Linked DNA regions of Mus musculus: region 1 is linked to region 2. A link is a contact called in public HiChIP or PLAC-seq data. All regions are on one chromosome and are shown on one strand. Each heading gives the region's core, a stretch centred on a gene start, on an enhancer-like site or on the middle of the called end of the contact. The rest is flanking DNA. Distances are from core to core; before and after follow the strand shown. Region 1 overlaps Gnai3 (guanine nucleotide binding protein (G protein), alpha inhibiting 3). Region 2 holds the start of Eps8l3 (EPS8-like 3).

Region 1 (6,702 bases), core at 3,500-5,999, 240 kb before region 2:
CAGGCTTGCACCATTGCATCCAGCTCGTTCATGGATCTGAACTCAGGTCCTCATGCTGGCACGGCATGCAGTTTATCTCCTGAGCCATCCTCCCAGTCCTCAGTAAGGGCTTACCTTAGCGTTATTACATATACTTGTCTCAGAGCAGAGTCTCCACCCCACCAGTGTCATAAATCATAAGTCATCAGGGTAGAGGGTTGCGAGTCCATCAAGAGACCTTTTCTGAGGATGGCGGTATGACATGGAGAATTAAGAGGAAGGCAGATCATTATTCAGCTATTTGTATTTAGAATTGTAGTGGGAGGGTGGGCTGGGGATTTAGTTGCTAGTTTTCTCATGCTACCTTGTCAGGAAAGGTTTCTATAGCACTTCTTCTAAACTATGATTCTGCGCGTGCACATAACTGTGTGAAAAATGAAACTCATTTAGTAAAGAAGTGGGAATTCATCTGCCCCTGTCTTAACTGTTTTTCTCAGGATGATGCCCGACAGTTATTTGTTTTAGCTGGGAGTGCTGAAGAAGGAGTCATGACTTCAGAACTAGCAGGCGTGATTAAACGTTTATGGCGAGATGGCGGGGTACAGGCATGCTTTAGCAGGTCCAGGGAATATCAGCTCAATGATTCTGCTTCATAGTAAGTGATTTTTTTTTTCCTTTGAAACTGTGATAGACAATAAGTTGGTAACTGAGCAGTGGTGGTACACACCTTTAACCCCAGAACTTGGGAGGCAGAGGTGGCCGGATTTCTGAGTTTGAGGCCAGCCTGATCAACAGAGTGAGTTCCAGGACAGCCAGGACTATACAGAGAAACCCTGCCCCCGAACAAACAAACAAATAAATAAATAATAATTTGGTGACTCTAGAGAATGTTCATTGCCTATCCTTAAGGAAATGTTTAAGTACTAATGTCCAAAAGTTTGTAGGATCCTGTATTACAGTTGTCTCACTTTAAGGTTATCTCAGAGATCTATTTATAATAAGCAAGTAAAGTTGAGACATCTAGATGCCCTCCGTATAGGACAAAGCACTGATAGCCAGCTAGAGGGGTAACACCCCATTACACACACTCACTCTCACTCACACACACACACACACACACACACACACACACACACACATACAGAGAGCTGCCCCACCCCTTGGTTATTATTGTACTTGAGACTGGATCTCACTGTGTAACTCTGGCTGGCCTAGAACACACAGAGATCCCCCTGCGCTGCCTTACATGCTAGGATGAGATGTGCAGCACCACCACGGGTGTGCCAGTCCTTTTATACTCGATGTACTGTGAGGTTTTCTGGTAGTAGTCATTACACTTAACCTTTTGTGAATGTGTGTTGTACTAGGGATTAAACCAAAGCCTCGTGCATGTGGGGCAAAGGCTCTACCACTGAGTTTCCTCCTCAGCCCTCTTGATTGTTTGAGACACAATCTCGCTCATGCTGACATTGAACTCATTCCGTAGCCCTGGCAGGCTTGAGTTTCTGACCACTCTGCTTCAGCTTTCCGAACAGCTGAGATGACAAGCCTGTACCACAAAACCCAGCACCGTGCACCTCTCCTGCCAGACTGCGGTGGTGGCTTCTGTGGGATGAGGACATTATCATACAATAGAATGAAGCCTTTCTTTATCAAGGAAGCTCACTTGAGTGTTAGTTTTAGAGAATTGGTAACTAGTACTTTTATTCACTGCTACATTTGATCCCATTTTGACCCCCCGACACATTTATATATTCATGCTGTAGTTTTAAAGTTTACTTTTGGGGGACCTGGTGAGTACTTGACATCTGTACCTCCTGCCCCCCACACCCCGCCCCCCGCCCCCCGCCCCAATCAAGATAAAGGACTTTTGGTTGTTAAGGTATTTTCTCTAGCCTTATATTTTCCCATTCTCATTCTGTCACAATTGTTACAAGAAATGGTATATATAAATGCTATTTATAAAGCTTACTTATAATTTGACAAACAATAAAAGGATTCTTGCTGTCTTTTTAAAACTAAGATTATCTTTATGTGCGTATACTGGTAGTTTAAGCAATTCAGTGGCTATCAGAGGTAAATTTTTAATCGTTTCTTCTGTCATCCATTGAGTAAGCTCTGACTCGCCAAACTACATGTTATTTATAAAGTTGGGTCCCTCTGTCACTGTTCATCCAAGCTCAACTCTGTTAATGGTGGTATTTGGTTTGTAGATGATCTGAATGGCACACTTAAAGTAGTGCATCTGCTCTTTTTTTTTTTTTTTTTGGTCTGGAATCAGTGAAGATTTAGCCTTTGTCTTTCCCCTACTCTCTTCCCCCTTTTTTTGAAATGGGGTCTTGTTACATAGCCCAGGCTGGCCTGAAACTTTGTATCTTCCTGATTTGTCTCAAACATGTGGCCTCTTGCCTCTGCATCCTCGGGTGCTGGGTTTATAAGCCTATACTCACATATCCACCTATATTCTCACTGAATGTAGTTCTTCTCATTTTCATATCAAGTATCATTCTTTAAGAAGCTGTCAAATAGTTATGTATGCAGCTGACATAAATTTAAGTATCCAAGAACTTTTAACTTTTTGTTATTTTATTTTCATATGGGTCTTGCTCTGTAGCCCAGACTTACCTGGAATTCATGGGGTCCAGGGTTACAGGTCTTTGTCACAATCCCAGTTTGATTTTGTTTTTTCTGCTCTATAGTGCATAGCTCACTTCATATTAGATTTAGCAATAATACAATTGCCATGTTTTTAAAATTTGCTTTTACGGTATATTTAAAACCATTCTTGTTACTGTGTGTAGAACCTATTAATTTCCCCTATACTTGATTCACTTTTTTCACTCATTCTATGATACTGAAGATTTAATATTTTTCTGCCCTTCAGTGAGTTTCAGGGTACCTTTGTTTGTTGTTTGTTGGCACTTGGGATTGAACCTAGGCCTCACATGTGCCAGTACTTAGCCAGTCACAGAATTGACTTTTGCCAAGCTGCTAGTTTGGTCTGTTGATTTGTCATGTCCATGGTTGACTTTACCAAGTAAAAACCAATATGCATTTTATTTAGCTACCTAAATGATTTGGATAGAATATCCCAGACCAACTACATTCCAACTCAGCAAGATGTTCTTCGGACAAGAGTGAAGACTACAGGCATTGTGGAGACCCACTTCACCTTCAAGGAACTCTACTTCAAGTACGTCATAGCCTGTTCTTGCCTGGGTCTGGCACAAAGAACCAAAAGTTTTTTTGCTTTTGTTTTTGAGTCAAGATCTCATGATGTAAACCTGGATGACCTAGTTCTTGCTGTGTAGACCAGGGTGGCCTCAAGTTTGCATCTTCCACCTCTGCCTGCTGAGTGCTAGGGTTGCAGGTGTATACCACATGCCTGGCTTACTGACTCCCCTTAGTTAGCCTCTCTGTCTGGGGGTAAGATCTTTGTAAGCAGTGTTCCTTGGTTTAGAAACTTAATATTTAAGAGCCATTAGCTCAATGTTTTATCTGATTACACCCCACACATTTATTTATTTTTCTCCTCCAGATAGCATCAGTATTTAGAGAAAATTAAATGTAAAATTAAATAATAGTTTACCTACCATTAGAATTCATTATACAATTATCATTTTGTGTTTGTTTACATTTTCAGCACGCTTTTGTTAGTTGCCAAATAGGTATTGACTATTGCTAGAAGGATCAGAGCGTACTAAATAGGTAGAAAATAACGTATAGATGGCTTCATCCTGACGTGCTGACGTGCTGACAGTAAAACAGGACTATTTCTTAGCAGCACCACTCCTCTCAGACGGCTCCCCTTCCCGTTAAGGTTAATGGGCCAGAGCTAAGCTTGGGGGCCTTGGGTTTGTACATGCACAGCATCATGCTCAATTAAGTTTGTAGTGCAGGGCAAAATAGGCCTGGGATTGAGGTGTTTTAGAGAGGTGATGATGACGTAGACAGTAAAGGACATTCTAGTGTTTGCAGAGAATTTTCTCATAGCACCAGCAATTCCAAGAAAAAGCCTCTGCACTTCTTTTTGTTAATAGTCTTTTAAAAATTACTAAAACTGTTTTTGGTTCCTTTTTTCTGTGTTTGTAACCTTTGAGGTTAGCAGTAACCTTTTCTCCTTTAGTGTGTGTTCAGTGTTTAAGAAGTACCTGGTGCCGGGCATGCCTTTAATCCCAGCACTTGGGAGGCAGAGGCAGGCAGATTTCTGAGTTCGAGGCCAGCCTGGTCTACAGAGTGAGTTCCAGGACAGCCAGGGCTACACAGAGAAACCCTGTTTCGAAAAAACAAAACAAACAAACCAACAAAAAGAAGTGGATTTGAAACCTGATGAATGGTTTCGGGTAAATGGGCTGCTTATCTTAAATACTGATGAAGTTACTTAACAAAGTCCGCAGAAGCTATACGAATTACCCTGTGAAGCCATAGGAAGGAAGTGTCTCTGTATACTGTAAAATTAGTAATTCAGCCGGGCGTGGTGGCGCACGCCTTTAATCCCAGCACTCGGGAGGCAGAGGCAGGAGGATTTCTGAGTTCGAGGCCAGCCTGGTCTACAAAGTGAGTTCCAGGACAGCCAGGACTACACAGAGAAACCCTGTCTCAAAAACACCAAAAAAAAAAAAAAAAAAAAAAAATTAGTAATTCAGTTCTAATTAAATACCAAAACCATTTTTCATTGATGTCATAGGTTGATCTTTAGCTAGGTAACTATCTTTCCATGCCAGGATCAGTAGCCAAGATTAAAGTGCCACAAGTACTTTGTTTTGGCATGTAGATGTCTTAGTATGAAGTACTGTCACCTCTTCATTCTCTTCCTTCTCTAGGCAAAACCACTATCCATTTATTCAAACATTTACTGAAGTATTGCAAGGCATTGTGTAATTGCTTTGAGTTATGAGGAAATGTTTATACAATATTGATGTTAGTGAATAATACTGTGTTACTAGGTACTAAAAGCCAGCTTTGGGACTTCATAGCATCTCTTTGTCTTATGGACGTTATAGAAAATGGGGATGTAAACTGGAATTATTAGTGTACTAATGTGCCTGTCTTTGTAAGATTTTTATGGTGAAATGTTAGCCGTTCTATAGCCTACAACATGACCCTGGATTAAGGCCAATCTGTTTAGCTGTCATGCAAGACCAAAGGTTGCAAAGAACAGCAAGATCCCCGAAAGGAAGGGTTGGGTCAGGAAGAAAGAGGATGCATGCTCACGTCATTCGGGAGGTCACGTGGACTTTCCTTCTCTTGGTCTACAGGGAAATCACGTGGACTTTCCTTCTCCTCATCTGTAGGGGTGAAAAAAATCTCAGCAAATTTAGACCCCAGGCTACTGAAGATTTCACTCACTAGAGCAATGTAGCAAAAAGCTTTATCATTGCTATCAGATATAGATCTTGAGAGAGTGTGAGCATTTGAGTACTGACCCCATCTAGACTCAGGTATTGACTAAAAGACAAAGTAGGACAGCTGTTCCTGTCAATGTAGGAAGTAAGGATGGACACTGTTGGTACAAACTTAGCAATTAGGAGACTAAAACAAATCCAGATTAGAACATAGGGTGTGAGCAGCTTCCCTCCCCGCACCCCCACCCCCACCCCCACCCCCACCCCCGTGCTGCTGCTGCTGCTGCTGCTGCTGCTGCTGATGATGATGATGATGATGATTAGGCCCAGGCAAGCTTTGGTGGTGTTGGGGAATACTTGGTTACTTAGTTACTTTTAAGACAGTTGCTGTGTAGTGCAGGCTGGTCTTGAACTTGCTGTTCTTCGAGCTCAGCCTCCTAAATGCTGAGATTATAGTCATTCTTCCTAAACCTAGCACAAGATCTCAAATTCTTAAAGCCTGATATCAAATTTAATTTTTTCCCATAATTCTCTTCATATGTTTTTCATTAACACAGGCAAATAAACTTTGAGCTCAGATGCAAGGTGGGTATTCAGAACAAACCAGTTTAAAAGTCAGAGTGGGACTATGGAAAGTATATAGAGACAGGACTTAGAGTGCCAGATGGTCTAGGGTAATGCCTGGCACCATGGTAAACACGGAACAAATAGCAGTTGTCATGGCTACCGTTATCTTAAGCCTTACTGTTGAGCTCTTCTTCCTTTAGTCCTTTTTAGTTCTTAACTCTGCTGACTTTGGCACCTGTGTTGAAAGGGGGAGGTTCAGCTGTGGCCTATACTTTTAACCACTGACAATGGTTTAGACACATTGATTTGCTTCTTGTCTTTGTTACAAATGGGGTTTGAGTGTGTGATAATGGAGAGGTTCTAACCACGACAGTCTCGAGAGAAATAACTATAAGTGTGACATTACTAAATCTGTGCTTTTTTTTTTTTCCCCTTACTCAGAATGTTTGATGTAGGTGGCCAAAGATCCGAACGAAAAAAGTGGATTCACTGTTTTGAGGGAGTGACAGCAATTATCTTTTGTGTGGCTCTCAGTGATTACGACCTTGTTCTGGCTGAGGATGAGGAAATGGTATGTTGACGATTGGGGTAGAAAGTCCATCTGATACAGCTAGGAAGTGAGCGTGACTCAAGGAAGACGGGTGCCACTGCTGGCTCACGGAACCAAAACTTAATGCCCTGTATTTTCTTGTCAGTGGGGCTAGAGTTCCCAAATCCTTGTTCCATTGCACATTTGCTCTTGGTAGCCACATTGTGTGCACAGGATTGCATCTTGTCATCTTCTTAACCCCTTACCCCAAGAATTATGCAA
Region 2 (6,204 bases), core at 2,437-4,936:
TCCAGAGCTAAGGTGATACACAGTGTGTTCCAGAACCACTGTGCAGTCATTGGTGTGGGTTCCAATCATCCAACAAAATAATCCATGTTCCTCTGTGTGGGCTGTAGGACCTTCCTCGGTCCCTTTGCTGCACTTAGGACCTACTGTCCCCAGGTCAGTGACCTCACTTGCCTGACCCCTGCCCTTTTCCATACCTGTTGCCCAGACCCAATGCCATTCCAGCTCTACCAGCCTGGTGTCCCAGGGCTCTCAGGAAGATGAGGTATCCTCTTTCTGACTCTTGCACAGAAAGAGCTAAAGCACTCTTAGGTTCCCTCCAAGTCCTTGCCTTCTGCTGGACCCATTGTTTGGCAGCTTTCCCCTTAGCCACCCTCCTCTCTTCCCACAGCCAAATGTTGGCTTCTTGAATCATCTTCCATTTACCCCAGGCTCCCCCCAGGCTCCTGTTGGAGACAATCAGTCTAACTCCTGCCCCTGGACTGTCAATCCTCACTCCTGGCCAGCTGCCTTCTGTGGCCACACTGCCCCTAACAGCAGAGCCCAATAGCCTGTTGCTCTGAGCATGTCCCCTCTTGTTCTTGCCTGATGGCTCTCAATGAAGCCAATTCCCAGCTCCACTCTACAGAGAAGCTGAATAGTGGCTGGGGAGCCCCTTCTCCACTACACTGTGAGTTTCCTACCTGTCTCTTAACACCCGAGGCTACTGGGGTGGGGGTGGGTTCTGTCTACTTCCTACCCTCCCCCATGCACTGTGGCCCCTACCATGTCCTAGTTGAACACGTTCTTCTGACCACATCCTTGTAGTTTTAAAGCCAATTAAAATGACCAGATCTCCAAGTACCAGCTGTCCACTTGGGTGGGGCCAAAGACTCCATCCCAGTAGCTTGACCTTGTCTGGGAGCACAGGATGACTCTCCCCTCTGTGACACTGGCCCTTAGAGCTGCAACCCTCATACCTTTTTCCTAGCAGCCCTGTGCAATCCTGAACCAAGTGCAGGAGGTAGGTTGGAAACCAAGGGAGATCAAAAGGATAGCTTTCTATGGCTCTTGACTATTTACACTGTCGCTTCCATCTAGGGACCCAGCACCCGTTTTACAACCTCTAACTGGGCCTGCTCTGCCCACCCTGGAACTATCCTATACTCCCCTTGGCTTGGCAGACATTTAGGTCTCAAGATAGGTAAGTCTGACTCCATAGAGTTCAGTCAAGTTGAGCTGTTGTGTCAGGGTCAGGCATCTATTTTGGTAAGGCAAGTGTATACACAGGAACCCTAGCTTTATTCAGAAACTGCCTGGGCCCCAGTACTCACCTCCACCCTGTGCTGTAGGAGGGTAGGTTCTGAGGCCATACTCTGGGAATATTCCTTCCGGTGCACTGTGGGTACAAAATCAAGGGCAGGGGCCAGAAGAAGGGAGGTGAGGCTCGGACAATTGCAGGGACAGTAGAGAAGATGGGGTTTGGAAAGCTTGGCCCAGAGTGAGGCTGAGCAGGGCAGGGAAGGCAGGAAGCTTACAGTAGATGGCTCTGCTGCTGGGCCGGGACATGGTGACACTGCTGAGGGCAGCTTCCTAGAATCACAATGAACCAGAGACAGTCATTAGACTAAGGAACAGGAGGAATACAAGGCCTGGCTGCTGTTGCTCTGACCTGGGGACTCTGTGACCAGAACCGAAACCCTTGACTCCAGGGGACCTATCTAGAGCCATCTGATGTCCTGCCCAAGAGGTCCTCATCTTGTTAGGTTTGGAGGCCAGTGGAGGAAGGGCCTTCCTGGGAGCACTACATGGACGGCTTCCCATATTTGATCTGGGTTCAGATGTGAAAGATACCATGAATGAGTTGCTTCTGTTGGGAGAGCAGAGGCCTCAGCTGCAGTAGCAAGCCTCTTGTTTTAATTCTGCAAATAGGGAGGACACTCCCAGCTAATGACCCTGCCTGGTAGAATGTATTTCAGTGGTGTGTGTGTGTGTGTGTGTGTGTGTGTGTGTGTGTGTGTGTGTGTGACAGAGAGAGAGAAAGAGAGAAAAGAGAGACTGTGTGTGAGACTTTGTGTGTATGTGTTGTGAGAGAGAGACTGGGAGAGAGACTGTGTGTGTGTGCATATGTGTGTCTCTATATGTTAGACAGATTTAGAGATAGAAGACAGACAGACATTTATACGGAGTGAGGTGTGCTCTGTGGAACTTGCTTGGGACCTACACTCATCTGATGTCTGACTACCACTCCTGCCTCATTTCTTCCTGGTGCTTCCAGATTTTCTCCCAGAGACTCTCCCCCACCTGAACTCTAAATGCAGCTCACAGCCAACTATCTGGTAAAGCTGTCTTTAACCACCACCTGCTCAGAGTATTTTCAGCATTGCTCAATCCTCTCTGACAACAGTAGTGGTCACCGCAGCCCTGACAGAACTCCGAGCCCACTGCCAAGCCTCTCCTGACCCTACCTCTTAAGTCTTCACCTCCATCCATCCACTGGTACTTCTCCAGCACCAATTGGTGAGCACAGCTTTAAGGGGTTTGCCTCAGTGACCCAGCTAGTACTCAAAACAACCCCAGAGCTGAAACTGTTATCCGAGAGGACAACAGGCCTAGAGTCACTCTGACTGTTTAATAGGGAAGTGAACCAGAACTCTGTGGCTTACAAATGTGTCCCTGTCACTAGGTGGTGGGTCATGGGGGCAGGGGAAGGCTAGAACACACATCTTTTGAAATGGAGTGGAGTTAAACGTCCAGCATTTGTGTGTGCTGGGTGTGTGTATGTGTCAAGAGAATGTGTTATCCGTGGCCATGGTTTTGAGTGCCTTCATGCATCGATCTGTTTGGCGCACTAGGGTTCTTTGTAACCCTGGAATATCCCGACCAAAGTGTAAGGAAGCACTCACACCCATTTATTGGGACTGTTATGAAAATAACAGAGAGTGGATAAGATGACTCACAGATGGAAAAATTATTCTCCAAGTGAGCATCATGGGAACACAGAGGAGGCGGCTAATCTCTGTTCCCTGTGGGGAAAACCCCGATCCTAGATAAGAGCAAAGAGTGTTGGAAGCCTGACTCTCCCCTCTGCCTTTCCTCGCCTCCCTAGGCAGTGGCGTTCAATTCCTGCTTCTAAATGGAAGGAAAAAAAGAGCCCTTTTCTGATCAGCCCTGCCCTAGTCTTTCACATCAGAATGGTCCCTGTAAATCACCAGGTGTTCCTGTGGGCTGGTAGAGATAATTCAACAGCTACTACTAAAGATACTACACCCCAGGGCTGGGGGTGCTGTTTGACCTGCCTGGGCCCTTTTAGTGCCAGGCATTGGCCTTTGCTCTCCCTTGTGTAGGTGTATAGAGCAAGGAAGGGGTATTTACAAGGCTGACCTAGGGGAAAAGCCTTCTAGAGCTCCTTGCCTTTTCTGGTCTCCAGCAGGTACTAAGTTCCTGAGGCTAATCCTTGCTCGTGAATCTAAGAAGACACTGCAAGATGCCCCAACTCTAGGAAGCCACCGAGATGTCCATGTTGGCCCCAGGATCACCAATCCTTGCTATTCACTGGAAATAGGCTCTTACCTGGTTGCCAGTGCCGCCTGGTGTTTGGTCCCCCAAGGAGTCTGATGCTTGAGCCAGTGGTCCACTAATGTTGGAGGGAGCTCTGTTTGGCTTCTCTGCCAGCGCCTCAGGCAGAGACCTACTGGTGATCAGGTGGCCTGAGAGCCAGGAAGCAGGCTTTGAGGAAGCCACACCTGTGGTCTTTGGACTCTAGAGGGTGGAGAGGCCTTTCAGGCCACCAACCGCACAGCACGGTAGTGGACCTGAGGAAGTGTCTGTGCTGACAGGTGCCAGAGCTTTACCCGAGACCCCTGCTCTCCAGCTTCTTCCTTGTTGGCCTCTGACCTCAGGTGTGGCCCCTCATCTCCCTACCTTTTACATATCTCCTCGGGAGGCCCCTGGGTTAGCATTAGGTACTGGGGCCACAAACAAGAGAAGGCACATGTGGTCTCCTAAGCCTAGTTTCTGAGTTAGGGACAGGCCACTGATGGACCATAGGCTCAAGAAAAGCTTTGGGTTGGAATGTGTGTTTTATGCTTCTGTCCTGCATCCATGAGTGTGGGATTGTGTGTGCCCAAGTCTTGCCCATGAATAGGACATGGCCTGCCAGAGAAGTTGGGGTAGGCTCAGGGTCACTTGGGTATGACAAAGAGGGCTATTTCATCCTGGCCACATCCACCTGTCCCTTCTCCCCTCTGGTCACACTTGTTCTTTACTCTTTCTTCTTCACCTTGCCCCATGCCCCCCAGGCCCTAATAGATGCCTTCAAACTAAGGCCTCCCTTTGCTATTCAAGAACCTGCTAGTTCCTGCAAGTTGCTTTGTTTAAAAACCTCCTGTGGTACCTGGAGCAGGCCAGACTTTTTACCTCCTGGAAACTCCCAGCTGGATGTAGGAGCTCAGACATAGACAGCAAAGGAATTAAGGCAGAAGTAGAAGGAAGCAGAGAGGGGCAGGGATGCTCATGTGGGAGCTAAGCCTCTTGGGACAGAGTCGCAGGCCCTGCTGGGGTTAGGATCTGTGGAGAAGACTCCCACAGATCATATAACTATAGCCTGCAGTCAGGAATGTGTCCTTGGCTTCCTCAGGACCAAGTGAGAGATGATGTCCTGCTTCCCCCAGTCATCCAGTATTGTCCTCATGGCCTAGAGTCCAGGGCTTGGACCTAGGAGGGACTTCTCCCAACTGAATTGCTGTGAGCCCCCAGGAAGGTCCTTTGGGCAGCCAATTTCTGGGGCCTAGAGGTCAAACTGCCTGTTTGGTCAGCATCTCGCCACCATCCTGTGTGAACTAGCCCCCTAGACCTCCCTGGGCCTTCTGTTGGTTTGTACCACTTTCAGGTTTGAATAGCCTTAATTTGTTTATTTATTCTTAAAGGCCAATCATATTCCATTCTCAGGCTGGGTTTGGGTGACTAACCAGGACTTCATTCTTCCCAGCTCAGACCAGGCCCTGTCCTTCCTAAGGGTCTTTCAAGTCAATGTAAGCACAGCAGGGATTCCTGTAGGATACCTGGAAACAGGGTAGGGCAGGGATTCAACACATAACAGAGACCTAGCTGACATCTTTGGGCAGAGAAGGATATTGTAACACCAGGAACTCTCAGGATTGTGAACGCCATGGTCCTTTGGGTGTCCACCAGGCAGGAGCCTTGTAGCCTAGGAAGTTTCGAGGCTGGGGCTGGAGCTTTTTGGTGCTAGGTATTATGGAAATTGGCTAAAACAGGGCATTAGGAGGCATACAGAGGCCAGGCTACTCACCCCAGGGATGGGGAAGGGCGCTTCTTTGGGAAGACAGTTTGGGTCCCAAGCAATCCTGACTATGGAATGAGGAGGTGGGGCTTGGGTGGGAAGGAAGTAGAACCTGAGAGAATCTCCCTGGAATTATGAGGCTACAGAGACTGGGGGAACATCCATCATCAATTTATTTATTCCTCAGCTTCCTGCCAGGCACCATGCCAGGTGCTAGAACACACACTTGTGAGTCACAGCCGCTTCAAAATACAACCTGAGTTCATCACCTCCCTCCAAACATCCCAGGCTCCTCTGCCGTGGTCCCACCTCCGTGTGTCCCAGCGGGGAGCTACAGTCCTTACTCCTCCTTCAGCCCCTACATCAGCCAGCCCCATCACCTCGTGGGTGGGCTCCTCCTCTCCCACTCTGTGGCCATCTCCTTCAGGTCCCCAGAATGTCTGCCTCTGGCTACAACAGTCCAATAACTTGGCATCTTACCTCCACCCTTTTCTTATTCATGCTTCCCCCTTGGCTGTGAGTGGATGGGGACCTCCCTTGAGTGGGGATTTGGTTATTCATTTTTGAACCCAAACCACTTCAGCACCCCTTACAGCAGCTGAGGCCCTCTGAAGTCCAGGCTCCTGCTGTAAATACACCTTATCTCCCACCACCCAATGCTAGTTGCACTTTACCCTCCACTTGGAGGACATCTTGTAATTCTATTTGAGTCATGCTTTGCACCTGACTAGGCGCTGTCTGTGCCCGGATTACTGATCGGAACACATGCTGTACTTCAAATCTTCGGATGACTCTTGCCTTCTAAGAAATCTCCTTCTCCCTGCCTAGGGATGTGATGATTCTGGCCTTTGGCTGCTGCATGTGTCATTTTATGAGTGCCTGCATCACACTCAGGGCTGTGACCCTATCTCTGAGTCTCTATGACA

Evidence for each region. HiChIP or PLAC-seq counts read pairs in DNA pulled down with a chosen protein or histone mark.
Region 1: an H3K4me3 HiChIP or PLAC-seq map of intestinal villus epithelium shows a contact between it and region 2, with 5 times the contacts expected there. The contact joins the enhancer-like site here to the promoter of Eps8l3 in region 2. A contact is called at or near these places in 15 of 39 promoter capture datasets (the 3T3-L1 cell line, the C10 cell line, the HPC-7 cell line and 11 more), 2 of 15 datasets of contacts at CTCF or cohesin (the NIH/3T3 cell line and large pre-B cells), 2 of 115 datasets of contacts at active chromatin or transcription factors (embryonic basal ganglia and intestinal villus epithelium) and 1 of 9 other capture datasets (pancreatic islet).

The regions. Positions count from the first base shown.
Region 1 is chr3:108,112,233-108,118,934 of GRCm38.p6, reverse strand. It overlaps Gnai3 (guanine nucleotide binding protein (G protein), alpha inhibiting 3), which reads left to right. Exons shown (of 9, transcript NM_010306.3): 4 at 477-634; 5 at 3,044-3,172; 6 at 6,333-6,462. Among named protein-coding and RNA genes, the nearest start is that of Gnat2, 23 kb to the right of the region's middle. Within about 2 kb of position 4,749, at least 21 of the 459 cell types and tissues checked have an H3K27ac peak or open chromatin away from gene starts, as enhancers often do. A contact at or near this core is called in intestinal villus epithelium and liver, where this site is marked.
Region 2 is chr3:107,874,712-107,880,915 of GRCm38.p6, reverse strand. It overlaps Eps8l3 (EPS8-like 3), which reads right to left and starts at 3,686. Exons shown (of 19, transcript NM_133867.2): 1 at 3,550-3,686; 2 at 1,515-1,569; 3 at 1,311-1,375. The coding sequence starts at 1,545.